Linked DNA regions of Danio rerio: region 1 is linked to region 2. A link is a contact called in public HiChIP or PLAC-seq data. All regions are on one chromosome and are shown on one strand. The core of a region is the stretch at or near the end of the contact, and the rest is flanking DNA. Distances in the headings are between cores, read along the strand shown.

What was found. HiChIP or PLAC-seq counts read pairs in DNA pulled down with a chosen protein or histone mark.
Region 1: a contact with region 2 is called in an H3K4me3 HiChIP or PLAC-seq map of gastrula embryo, with 4 times the contacts expected there. The contact joins the promoter of brd8a here to the promoter of ccnjl in region 2. A contact is called at or near these places in 2 of 4 datasets of contacts at active chromatin or transcription factors (embryo and gastrula embryo).

Annotation. Positions count from the first base shown.
Region 1 is chr21:32,844,330-32,851,666 of GRCz12tu, forward strand. It overlaps brd8a (bromodomain containing 8a), which reads left to right and starts at 2,761. Exons shown (of 18, transcript XM_073935993.1): 1 at 2,761-2,796; 2 at 3,193-3,286; 3 at 4,744-4,813; 4 at 5,097-5,146. It overlaps trnaa-agc (transfer RNA alanine (anticodon AGC)), which reads right to left and starts at 1,517; the gene lies at 1,445-1,517.
Region 2 is chr21:32,730,475-32,737,230 of GRCz12tu, forward strand. It overlaps ccnjl (cyclin J-like), which reads right to left and starts at 5,105. Exons shown (of 6, transcript NM_001309845.1): 1 at 4,855-5,105; 2 at 4,215-4,310; 3 at 112-322. The coding sequence starts at 4,292.

The sequences.
Region 1 (7,337 bases), core at 1,511-4,010, 110 kb after region 2:
TTTTTTTACTTACTTTGGTTATATACTGTTCTGCTACACAGATATTAAAATCAATAATGCACACAATGACACTGACACCAAGTAATAAGAATCTTTATTTGGTATGGACATGTTTTGTTGCTGTGAAAAAGTGACGAATCTGCCAATCTGCAAACGTGAATAGCTTACATCTGGAAAGGGACACCAGTTAACACGGTCACCAGTTAAACCGTAACACCGGTGTTACCTCAGTTGAATTTGAATAAGAGCGCAGCTGATTGGCTCCGCTGAAAACGACAGTGATTGTATACTTTGTCACACAGATCGTGGGTACGAATCCAGCACGCAGAGTGACATTTAGAATGACATGCAATATGCGACAAATATACCACATTATGCACAGTCACAAAGCCGTGAACACTATTGCAAGCGAAATCTATCGCATTTGTCCGTGTATTAAGACTTTTGCTTGCGAGTGAGCGAGAAGATCATGCCCCTTTGCTTGCTTCCCACCGCTTGAGCCAAAGGGTTTGAGATAAAGTAAGCCCAAAGTAAGCCCACATGAGCCAATCGCGCTTTCCCCCTGTGGCTTACTTTTGACCAATCGCGCTTCACCGCTGAGGCTTACATTTGACCAATCAAATTGGCACAGCATATGGTTAGAAACAATTTACTGCATACTTCCATGCGTACTTCACTCATACCGGGTCCTAAATCTTTCAGCAGGACGCCTGTCCGATACAGCTAAACTCAATTTAGCGCAATCAACTAGCATAAAAAAAGCTATGACAAAATGTAGCAAATAAACGCTAAAACAAACAAACGTTTCAACTCCTCGTGTGAACTCATATATAAATAAATATCTGTGATGTGAGCCAACTCTTCTTTTATTGAAATATTGTCTAGAAGTTTGTCTCTTTTCTGCTCTTTTTAACGTACAATGCATTGGCATGAAGCAAACGATCCAAAATAGCTAAACATTCAAATATATATATATTTCACTGCTAATTATTATTATTTGCTTGTATTTGCGTTTTTATTATGGATTTGAATCGTAAATCAGCGCCTTTAGAGCACTTCGCTCACTGTTCACGACGGGTTTATTTCTGGTCTGTAAGCGCCACCTACAGGCAGACAATGAATCATCATTTTATTATTAACAGCTTGTTTTCTAGTATGCATTTTCTGAAGCAGATATGAACAAATTAAGTTTTCAATAGATAATTTATAATTATATAATCAAATAAACAAACAACTGTACATGATACCTACTAGATGTAGCCTCTGTGTGGATCAGGATTACAGTGCAGCAGATGCCTCAAAATGTATGGGAAAACAATGTACAGCCTATGATGAAGCAAGTAAACACCTAATTCATGAAGTCATGTGTATGTATAAACACGATATTGTAAAAATGATCATTGATACATAAATATTTTTCATTATCAGAAAAAAATTAAAAAGTTGGAGGATGCGGGCATCGATCCCGCTACCTCTCGCATGCTAAGCGAGCGCTCTACCATTTGAGCTAATCCCCCTACACGAAGTATGCATCAGGTATGTCGGCAATTGAACACCACCCATGGTATATGTGACGTCCACCAGGGGGATTTATATGCGTAAGTATTAGGAACAGCAAAATAATCGATTAACTATGGCCTATAACACATACATTTTCAATCCAAAATAACATTTATTTTAGCGGTGCTAAAGTACGTTACAAATAGCTAAAATAATAGCTAAAAAATAGCATATTTCACACATTGGGGTCGATTATTTTTTAGTTTTCAATAAATAATAAAAACAGCACAATTCCTGTTCAACAATTGTATTTATTCATTAACAGTCCAAAAATACTAAATCCGAACAAATGTTTTATTCACCGGTCTTCCTTCCGGTACGGAAGTCATAGTCAAAATAAAAGCTAACGTTAGCTATAACAAAACACTTGTTTATCGACTGTGCTCTATGAGCTAACTGATTTGTTTTGTATTATTATTGGTTTATATTAGTATCAGCACGTCTTAAATCTCTATAATAATATAGTTGCTCTTTAACAATGTTAAAACAACATTAAAAACAAAACAATCTAAAGTAAACAGCTTGCACTAGTTGATTGTAAACATTTTAAGCTGGTTTATTTTTTAACCAAACTTCTTGTTTAGTTTTTAAAATATATGTATTCAATAGTACAAAAAGAGCTTAATTATTAACAACATAGCTGCCAAAGCAATTTTGTTTGTTTGTTTGCTTGTTTGTTTAAATGTTTTGAGTCTCGAGATGCTATAATTTAATTCGAGAATAATTTAAAGTCACATTTATAATTCATAAAATATGAGATTTTTGTTTAAAAAGTGCTTGTTTCTATGCATATATTTTCTAAATTATATAATTGTACAAATAATTGTTGTTTACATGAAGCCATTTCACTGAATGTGACTAAAAGAACCAACTACATTTGCTGAGCAAAAGCAAACACAACAATTCAAAGTTATTCAATATTATTTGCTTTATCATGATTATTATTAGCAACTGTAAACCAACACCACATCTATCAAATACAAATAAATATCCACCTCTTAAGTATTAAAAATGACTGAACTACGGTCATACAAGCGAAAATACTAACCAAAAACACAAACCTTTATCGATTGAATAATGCACATTGATGATATTAACGCAGACCTTTAGTGCAAAATGATTGTTGGAAAATTCACACCGGATATGCACATTTACATTTGACAGCCAGACACTTGTCATGCGAAAGAAGCGATAGAAAACAGTCTAGTCATGACAAAATGGCGAGCGGTGTTGGAAGTGAGTATTGCTCTCTATATTTCCATCGTACACATGAATGTCTTGCACGGGGCGGAGGACACATTATAATGGATGCATGTCGAGCGCGTGCAGAATGGATGCAGCGGTGCGCGTGCATGGGCGTTGAGCGATTTGACACGCAGAAGTCATTGATTATGGCAATCATTGGCCGAATCGCCAAAACCCAAACATTCATGACTATATCGACTAGCTTTTGCGAATCACTTCACGTTAAAGAAATGTAAGATGCCGATGATGCGTTGACCGTCTAAAATGGCCCCGTTATTAGTGACTACTTTTCATACATTCTTCTACATCGCAGTGTGGGTCATACAAATGCTGCTCACATGTAAAATGCGCTCATCTCTTTATATTGTGCTTTTATTCCTTGGACAGAACATAAACTGCTGCTGGGCCCGACAGACCCATGGTCAATTAGGGAGAAGCTGTGCCTCGCCTCATCTGTCATGAAGAGTGGAGACCAAAACTGGTGATTTTTATTTGCATAAGGCAAAATAAATTGATGATGTATGAGGGTATTTCTTTGTAAACATATACATCATGTGTGTGTATATGTAATCTATCTATCTATCTATCTATCTATCTATCTATCTATCTATCTATCTATCTATCTATCTATCTATCTATCTATCTGTCTATCTATCTATCTATCTATCTATCTATCTATCTATCTATCTATCTATCTATCTATCTATCTATCTATCTATCTATCTATCTATCGAGACCATTTTAATGTAATGTCATTGGCCCATGAAGATTTCCTGCTTGTTGTCAAACTATTTCATAACTGTAACAAGTGGCAATTTAATCATAACCTAATGTTAAACCAGTGATCATAACATTATTTGTAAATATGTGACTCTTTTTGGATTCTCTGAAACCATAGAAATTAAAAATGTAAGACAGGAAACACGTTGAGACCATTGTTTTTGTTTACATCTCTCAAAATGGTCGATATATTAAAAATTTTACCATATATAATTTTAGTTTTTATCCCAAGCATTAAAAAATGTAAACAACAATGAATGAAACTTTATATTTATTTATTGTATTTTATAATTTATTTTTATATGCATAATTAAATACAGTTAACCCTAACCATATAGTAAGTAATCGTTGTTAATTAATATTCAGTATTTAATACCTAAATGCGCAATTACACTGTAACAAGGACAGCTCAAGATAAGTCAATCTTATCATGATTTGTTTATTCTGACATAAATATTGATTTATTCCATTTCATACTTTGATTCATAACTAATCACTGATGTAATTCAGAACTGCAAAAAAAATAGTTTACTTTAAAATATATCCAAAACTTATTTCAAAAATGTTTACTAACACACACACACACACACACACATGCCTTTTTTTTGTATGATTTAATCAATATTTTAAGTCACGTTTCCCCCTTTGAAAATATCTAATCACATTTAAGTCTGAAATTAGCCTAAACTAGGCCTACATGGAATCTGCGCGTGCAGAATTCCGCAGATTTTTAGCCCATCATTAATTCTGTTTATTTACTTGAGTAAATGTGTGTAAAACTATATTTATTCAGTTTTTAAATTAATTACAGTAATATTATTGACTAATATGAAAATGTTCATCTGATTTATGTACAGTGCAGTTTGTACAGTAATATTTTCTGTCTTTTAATAAATATATTATATGAGAGACTTGCTTTGTTTACCAAATAATGTGAATGTAATTGGATTTGCATCTTAAACATTAAAGTTAAAAATATATAATTTTTAAATTTCACATATTAAGGTTTTAGTTATGATACTCCCAAAATAAATCAGCAGAAATCCGCATATTTTTACCAAAATTCTCAGCAGAAATAGCAAAAAACGTCCGCAGATTCTGTCTGGCCCAAGCCTAAACTCACATGCACCATGTGTTTTTGTTCACTGGGTGTTTTAGGGTTTCCGTGAGTCGAGCCATTAAGCCGTTTGCAGAACCTGGACGTCCTCCTGATTGGTTCTCTCAGAAGGTACTGGTGGGACAGTAGCCTACAACAATCCAGTGATGAGGAAATCTAAAGGCATAGTTCATCCAGAAATTGAACATGCTGTCATTTAACACTCACTTAAAAAAATAATTCTGTCTTTCAGTGGAACAAACATTTAGTTTTGCTAACAAACATCTGCTGCTTTTGCGTGTTAAAAAAAAAAAACAGTTAGAATGAACTGCACCTATAAGGATCAATAAGTGAGACACTGTGTGATGTAAAATTCTTCCAGACACTCTCTCTTGTCTTTTCTTCTGTTTCACAGCATTGTGCATCACAATATTCTGAGCTCCTGGAGACAACAGAGGCGCCAAAGTGAGTCCATTTTCACTCTTATTTATGTTCCAACATCCACAACATTCTTTGCAATGATTAAATTGATAGTTCAGCTAAAATATAAAAAATTGGATGTGGAAAGTGAAGAGGGTTAGGGAGTCGTGGAAGAAAGTGAAAGTGTACAGCGGACAGGGGAGGAGGGCGGTTGAGGAGGGGATCGGTAAAATGAGGTGCCGGATCTGGCATGTTCCGCCACAAATTAAGCCCTGGTGACAAGGATCAAAATACAATGCCTACAGTTGTTCTGTTTTCCTCATTAGCTGTGCATACGTACAGATAAGTTTAAATGTAAGCATTTAAGCAATACTTGTAAGGGTAGATTGATATACCACCAGCAAAATCATCAATAAACACTATTTAGCACAGACATGCAGATGATACAAGTATCTTTTGTTCCGGGGATAATTTACCAAAACATATGGAGCTGATTAAAACAGAAATTAATAAATTGGAATTGTGGTTTGACGTAAATAAATTGTCATTAAATATAAGTAAAACAGGTTATGTTATTTGGGAAATTAAAAATAATAAAGATAAGAGCTGCACAATTAATCGTAAAAAGATCACGATCTCGATTCAACCCCCTAGACAATCTTAATCCAGCACTTCTACGATTCTGTCAATCATATTTTCAAGTTCAGGAAAGAAGCAATGGTGGCCGCAAAAGTCTTCACATTGTTTTACATATGTTGTTCAGCAATGTGGACACCTCCAAATGGTGTTGAAAGAGTCACATGCTGTATTTAAAACATATAATTCACCCCAAAAATGTCATTTTTGTCTTCTTGTCATGTATTTGCGACCGCAAAATCACACGTGGCGCGAGCTGACCGTCAGCTGTTACCACAGGGAGGGCGGGCACGTGGGCGCCTCTGAATGAAGTTTATTTTATTGAACAGAACCTGCATAAGCTGTGAAAAACAGGTAATAGAGTTGTAAATAACATTCAGTTTGAGGCACAGAGTGATCGTTTGGGAGCTGTGCGGGAAGTGAACCACTCTTAGCAGTTAAAATGAAACCTGACTGATTCCAGCCCAAAAAGTATCCCAAACCTGCCGAAATGCAAAAATATCCACCCACTCTTCTGTATTCACGAAAATCACATCAGTGACAGATTTTAAGCAGAAAATGACAGATTGTAAGCATGTCTCAAACACAATAAATCAACATCAGAATTATCATCAGCATTAATAACCAGGACAAATGTAAAGTCTGTTCAAGTCCACCATTCCAAGTCTATACAAAATTGAGCATTTTAACCAACAGTACAGTTACACAAAGCCTATTACTGTTTTACCACATGTTTGAGAATAACAATAATAATAGCCCACTTATATTAACCTTTATTTTACATCTACAGAATCGTGAAAAAATTGTGATCTTTATTTTAGGCCAAAAATAAAATAAAAATCGCGATTCTCATTTTAGCCAGAATCGTGTAGCTCTAATATAGATTTACATATTGATAATCAAGTTAAAGAAAGAGAATATGCAATTAGGGTTAATTGGATCATAAAATTAGTTGAAAACCGCTAATACATAATGTGATATCAAAATTAATAAAAACTGTAGCAATAGAGTTTAAAACAAGATTCATCCTGGACAATTAATTAATGTATATATTATATAACACACTTATGTTGCCATATATGAGTTAGTGTTGAAATTTGGGGAATCTAATTTATGATCCGTATGTACAATGCAGAAAAAAGGAATCAGACTGATAGTAAATGTGGGGTATTTTGAGCATACAAATCCTTTATTCTTTAAACTGAAGATACTTAAGTTCAATGATTTGGTCAAATTTAAAAGGCACAATTGATGTTTAAAGCTAGGTATAAATTACTTCTGAAATGCATACAAAAGTTTTTTTAAGAAAGACAAGGGGGATATAATCTGAGAGAAAAACAACATTTTAGGAGGTTGAAAACAAGAACAACTTTAAAAAGTTTGTGTATGTCTGTCTGTGGTGTGAAATTATGGAACAGTCTAGAACAGACTCTCAAACAGTGTCAGAATATTAATAAAAAGTTGTTTAAATATATATTATTGAAGGAATATAATGATGAAGGTGATAAAAAAAGGATGAAATGAAAAAGGTATGATGAAAGTTTTACTAATGGCTATTTGCAGTACTATGTATTTTTTATTTTTTTGGGGTCTATGTTAC
Region 2 (6,756 bases), core at 3,855-6,354:
TTCGTCATTAACCATATATGGTTCGCCCCTGCCTAGATCATGTGTCCTGGATTGTGTCCTGAAACATACCTCGCACCACAGGGTGAAGCAGTGTAAGACTCTTTAACTTACTGGCCAGCAGGAGGCAGGAGAGGGCGATGACGTACAGTTGCCGCACGGCTACATCATAGTGATCCATGAAGAGGTCCAGCAGGTAGACGGCCAGGTGACGCGCCGTAGGGCACAGCTGGTACCGGTTACTGAGAACAGCGAGCAGGTCAGCAAAGTACCGCCGCATTCCAATCTGTGGCGAATGGGCTTGGTACGTAGGCAACTTCAGCTCCTAAAGAGAAAATTTATTTATGCTGTTTAAACAGTTTACCATGGAAGACTACAATAAAATAACATTTTAATTTAGTAAGAATTCAGTAAGTTGATCAAAAATAATGCCAAACACATTACAAAATCAATTGAATATAAGTTGAGGCTAATTTAGTATTTACTTTGTTAATTTATAAATTAATTGAGTTTATTTATGGCTGCGCGATTAAACTAAGGCGATTTTTTTTGCGCACTTTGACAGTAAAACCAGCTCTGTAATCAGCATGCTAATACAGTAAACTGATAGTATAAAATGCTTACCTTAAAACATTTAACAATTTTTTATGATTATTTTGCATAACCAGAAAAGATTTCATTAAAGACATTGTATGTATTCACATTTCTACATATCTTACGTACACAGATGAAGTCAACACTTAAAGTGGATCAAAAAAGCTCATCAAAATTCTGGGAGTTTTGAAAAATGGGAGTTGTTCAAATAGTTTTAGGGCAACTTTGATAAAAGGTTTTGATCCACTTCAAATGTTGACTACTGTATACCTACACATGTACATACATAAATACTCAAACAGACTCCAATTTTTACTTTGTAATCAAGGAAATCTTGACAATTACAACTAATAACAACTGCATAGAAAGTACTACAACTCCTCAAACAAACCCTCAAAAAAACACTTCAGTCACACTTAATAAGCGGCTAAATTGTCAAACTCTTTCCAGACAGTCCCATAAGCCGAGCATACTGCTTTATAGTGGCTGTTCAGGAAAGCACTGGTTCGTTTACAGGCCGAGCCATCGTGTCTCACTGCCATCTGTCCCCTGTGGGGTGAGGGGCTGCGATTTGACCCTCTCAACGAGCCCTTTTGTGGGGCCTGCCCGCAATTTAGACAGGCCTACAGCTGCTGCTGTTTCTGAATGGCCGATCAGTTTGTCAACTGCATATCTTGATGCAAATCATTTTCAGGAGAAGATTTCAGTAAGACAAATTTAGAGGAACTAAAACTAAATCTGCACCACTTTTGGTGGTTTCATGCTTTTATGGGTTGCGCATGGCTAAAATGGAAATTGACAGTTGAGCGTGGAAGAAAATATTAAGAAACTGCCATTCAGCTTAGTGAATATTTAACTAAATTGCAGAAGAAATATCTAAAAAGTGATTATAAAAACATGAGCAAGGCTGCTAATTAACCTCCTCAAAGATTACAATTAACTGCAAAGACTTTCAGCGTTGAAGTAGTAGGAGGTAAAGCTCCCACATGCAGCATAAAATCAAACCACAGCTTATTTGTGTGAAGAACAATCTCCAACATTTCTGCACATTATTATCTATAAGCAAACAGAGAGGGAGATTGTCGTCCAAACAAAATCCACCAACACCAAACCTTCAGACTCTAAATATTTCCCCAAACAGCTGAACCACACTAAAATCTATAGTCCTACATAATCGCAGGATTTCATTTAGTGCTCTAATATACATTTTTAAGCTGCTTTCAAATCACATACATCATTTTGTCTTTCCTTGGCACACACTAAGCAAAGCCAGCAGGATTGTTTAGTCCAGTAATCTCAAACTAACAGACAAACTCAAGTGCAAACACACACAGACAAACAGAGCACTTCACATTCCAAACCGGATGTGAGCACAGCCTGCCATAAACAGGACAGACAATAAAAGGACAACGGACCGCACTAAATAAATGCACTTAAACCTCACCATCTGATGGGTGCAATATACTCAACGGTAAGGAAACAAAAGTTCACATGGTTTAGCAATATACTTCCTAGTGTTCCAACACGCACGCACACACACGCGCGCACACACACACGCACGCACGCGCACACACACACACACACACACACACACACACACACACACACACACACACACACACACACACACACACACACACACTCAAAAAGCAAATGTAGCAATAATGACATACACTTAGCAAAAACGTATAACTGTTCACATTTTTATTATAAAAGCACACACTACGTAGTAGGGCTGCACAATATATCATTTTGGCATCGATATCGCAATGTGATCATTTGCAAGTCACATCGCAAGTATACGCAATGTTTTTATATTTATAATTTATAAATATGGATTAAGATTTACCATTTTGCACGTTTTTTGAGGGGCCTGTGACAGTGTGAGGGTTTTAAAAGCATTCAGGCTTATGTAAATGTACCGTTTGTAACTTTGAAAAATTAATAATGATTTATTTTATGGAATTGTTTATATGACAAAGACTATGCTGTATTATTTCACATTTGATTATTCATTTACTGTATATCCGAATGCATTTCAAGGTTTCACAAAACAGTAAAATGCTGTATATTTAATTAGCTTATTTTTCTTTATTAAATATCTACGCCTGTCGATTATTGTGTTCATAAATAAAAATATTATGCTTATTATACAAGACTTATTGTGCTCTAGTGCTGTAAAAATTACACTTGAATTATATTTTATGCAATCTTCCCAGTCAATCTAAACTTAAACATTTATTCAATTCATCTAGTGAAATTGTATTCATATCGCAATATACATCGCAGAAGAAAAAAATTGTCATGTGTAATTTTTCCTGTATCGTGCAGCCCTACTATGTTGTAATAGATTACCATCCAAAATACCAATATATTGACATTTTAAATCTTTATATTTGATATCATTAATACCAATTAGTATAAAATAATACGATTAGTACAGGTCAGAATAAGCATATATATATATATATATATATATATATATATATATATATATATATATATATATATATATAGCTGCATGGTGGCGCAGTGGGTAGCACGTTCGCCTCACAGCAAGAAGGTCGCTGATTCAAGCCTCAGCTGGGTCAGTTGGCGTATCGGTGTGGCGTTTGTATGTTCTCCCCATGTTTGAATGGGTTTCCTCCAGGTGCTCCAATTTCTCCCACAAGTCAGGAGAATTGGGTAAGCTAAAATTGTCTGTAGTGTATGTGTGAATGAGAGTGTAAGGATGTTGCAGCTGGAAGGGCATCCGCTGCGTAAAACATATGCTGGATAAGTTGGCAGTTCATTCCGCTGTGGCGACCCCAGATTAATAAAGGGACTAAGCCGAAAAGAAAATGAATAAATGAATATTTTGACAGTTGAACGTGAAAGAAAATTTAAGGAAATTGCCGTTTAGCTTAATGAAGCTTTGAAGCTTCAACATATTTAAATGAACTGCTGCAGAAATGTCTAAAACGCTGTAATAAAAACATTTATATATAAATAAATCAGTTGTCAATATAATTTGCATCCAGGTAAAACACTAATTTAATATAAAAGACTATATTATTAAATGATTTTAACATATATGAGAGTACGTTTAAAGCAAAATTAATAAAAAAGAATAAAGTAAAACTAAACTACAAATGGGTTGTGCCAAAAAGGGCATATAATTTGCTTTAGGTTCTTGGACAGTAACTGATGTTCAATAACACAATAAACATTGTTTTGAATATGAATGTAGACTAGGCATGGGACAATAACCATGTTTAACAAAGTTTAAAGCAAGCCATGCTTACTGCTCTAAAATATCTTAAATGTTTCCTAAAATGAATTGTTGTTTTTTTACTAAGCCATATAAAAAATAACTTATTTTAGAGCATTAATCACAAAACTGTGATATTTTATCCATGTTATCATACCATCAGAAACAGCCCATACTAGATGATGTGTTAGCCAAGAACCATCATAAAACCACAATCAAGGGATGTTTTCTAAGGGCCGTGTGACATTTCACACGTCCCTATCACAGCTTGAACAAGTCAAACCAACACTGATTCAATTTGTCACAACCAAAACCTGTATAAAGAATATAACCCAGATTTGGTGGACAAACACGTCAGTTTACTACAACTCACCTTAATTCGCAATGCCTGATGGATGTCCGCTGCGAGCTGGGTTTTCCACCACTGGCCCTCCGATTCCATCTTTCCCATCCAGAAAGGCCCCCAATCCTTAAAACACAAATACGAGTGTGAAAGAGAGAAAGCAGCAAATCTTGTTCAGTTTAGATACTTCTACAACAGCACTTCTATTTAAGGCCTGTTTGACGGGAAAATGTCACAGCTCTTAAAGGGAAACCAAACAAGATAAGTGGACAAAATCATTTCTAAATTTACTGAGCTTTAAAGCGTCCGACAAAGTTCAAGCAGTTCTTCAACACGAAAAATCACGACTTTGTCTTCATTATTAGTGGAACACTCAACTGATAACATAAAACAATGGCCCAGTAACACATTTAAGCAATTCTAATGTTACTTTATAAACTACAACACAAACAAAACGTGTATGAAATGAAAGTGACCGGCGTCGTACATCCACCCCTGCGGCACACCACGAGCGATACCCAGATCACATGCATGTTGTGAACGAATAAAGCAAAGAGTTTCAAGAAAAACATGATAATCATCCAAAACTAAAGCATTAGAAACAGAAAAACAAACATTACATAGTAGTAACTGGTTTAAAGATCCACATAAAAGCGACAGCGCGTCTTACCACTGAGACAAGGGCGCTCCAGAGCTCTTTGTTTCAGAACTGCCGCATACTGGAGTTAAATCCTTCAACTGCACGCGTGTGTACTTCTCGAAACAAATCCCATATCAAGTAAATGCTTCCCGGGAAACACAAAGTCAAATCGGTGAGCAGTTGGGTCGTTTTTTTTCTATCAAAACACCGCCGCGTGCGTATCCAAGTTAACCCGTTTGACTTTTTTAGCCGTCCCGTGCGGTGTTGCTCCCCCAGCGGCCTGAGAGGAGCAGATCTGAATGATGTTGATGCTCGGATCTGCATGGTCGCTGAACGGGGAGGAGTCCAGGCGCGGACATGAAGATTAGCCATGTATTAAACAATTGAGACTCGTCATCTTGATTAAAACAATAATGGATGTAAGACAGACATGTTTGTGTATAGATGGGCTTTATGTATTCATCTAAATCTACAGGTGAAGTGTGGTGATTGTGGTTCAGAGATTAGCCTTGTTAAAGTTATTTTGAGATCTTTATGTAGGAAATTTAATAAAAAATACAATTAGCTTATTTACATTGATTACAAACTTTGTTATTATTATTACTCACAGAACCATTGATATTTAATTGTTTATGGTTAAGATAGAGCTGTTTAAAAGTGCATATCTGTAAAATGTATAAATTAAAAAAAAATCAATCTTAGTTTTAACACATAAATAAACATTAATTAACTGAACATATACAACATGTACAAATAGCATGGCAAAAATAGTTGGATTAGGCCTACAACGGTAGGAACATGAGCAAAAGGTGTAGAAAAAGGAATAAATAAAACACAAACACAAATCAAAAGATCGGCAATATTAAGATTTTTACTTTGTATGAACTCTCTCAAAGGCTAGAAATATTTTAATAAAAAATAAAATATTATTTCAGTTTAAAATACCTGTTTTCTTACTAAATGGACTAAGAAATAGTGTAGTCCTAATTAATATATATAATTTAAATCTATATAATTTGTCTTGTAATGACAGTATTCCTTTTGCAAAGCTCTTTCAAAAGTCAAATCGAGTACTTACATTTGACTAAATAATTTTTCAAAATAAGTTATATAAATACAAGTTACAAAATACAAGTTATTAAGTAATATCTTTTTGAGCAAACGTATAGGATGAAAGCTCCTTGGGATTATCAGACAAACAACGAAAAGAAGAGATTTATTTAATAATGTGAATTTTATTTTATGAGATGTTCTGTCTGTATTTGGCCAGCAGATGGACCCTTCACCACTAAAAACCTAAGGACCAAACCTTATCAGATACAGGACCTTATTCATAGTAATCCACATATGACAGGCCCGTAGCCAGCCTGGTGAAAGAAATGGTTCTTTTTTTTTCTCAAAAGTGGACCTATTTACAGTTTTTTGCCTTATATTGTATTTATTCGTGAGATTTAAATACTGCACTTGACTTTAGTGACATTTAAGCACTATTTTTAGCGGGATCAGCTTGTCATCATAACCCCTTTTTGATAAACCAAAAATATTCTCAAGATTCAGAAAAGAAATATGAACACTTATTTTTAAAATACAAATGTATAACATCATATCATTACAAAAACAGGAGTCTGATAATATTTTTAAACTAAAACTGTAAGAACAGCCTAAAAACTGGCCAGAACATTCAGACACAATGCACTTAATGGAGCTAGTAACGTCACTGTGAAGAGTAGGGTTAGGGATGGGGTTAGGTGAGTCCATTAAAAAGCACTGCATGAAGTTCAGTTTGCTCTGCACTAATTCTGCAGCCAAAACCCTCTAAATTTTTCAAGCATCGTTTGTAAAAAAGTACATTCGAAAATTCATGGACAACAACTATAGCCAAATAAGTATTTAAATCAATTTTAATATGATCCGCCTTTGGTGCTTCACACT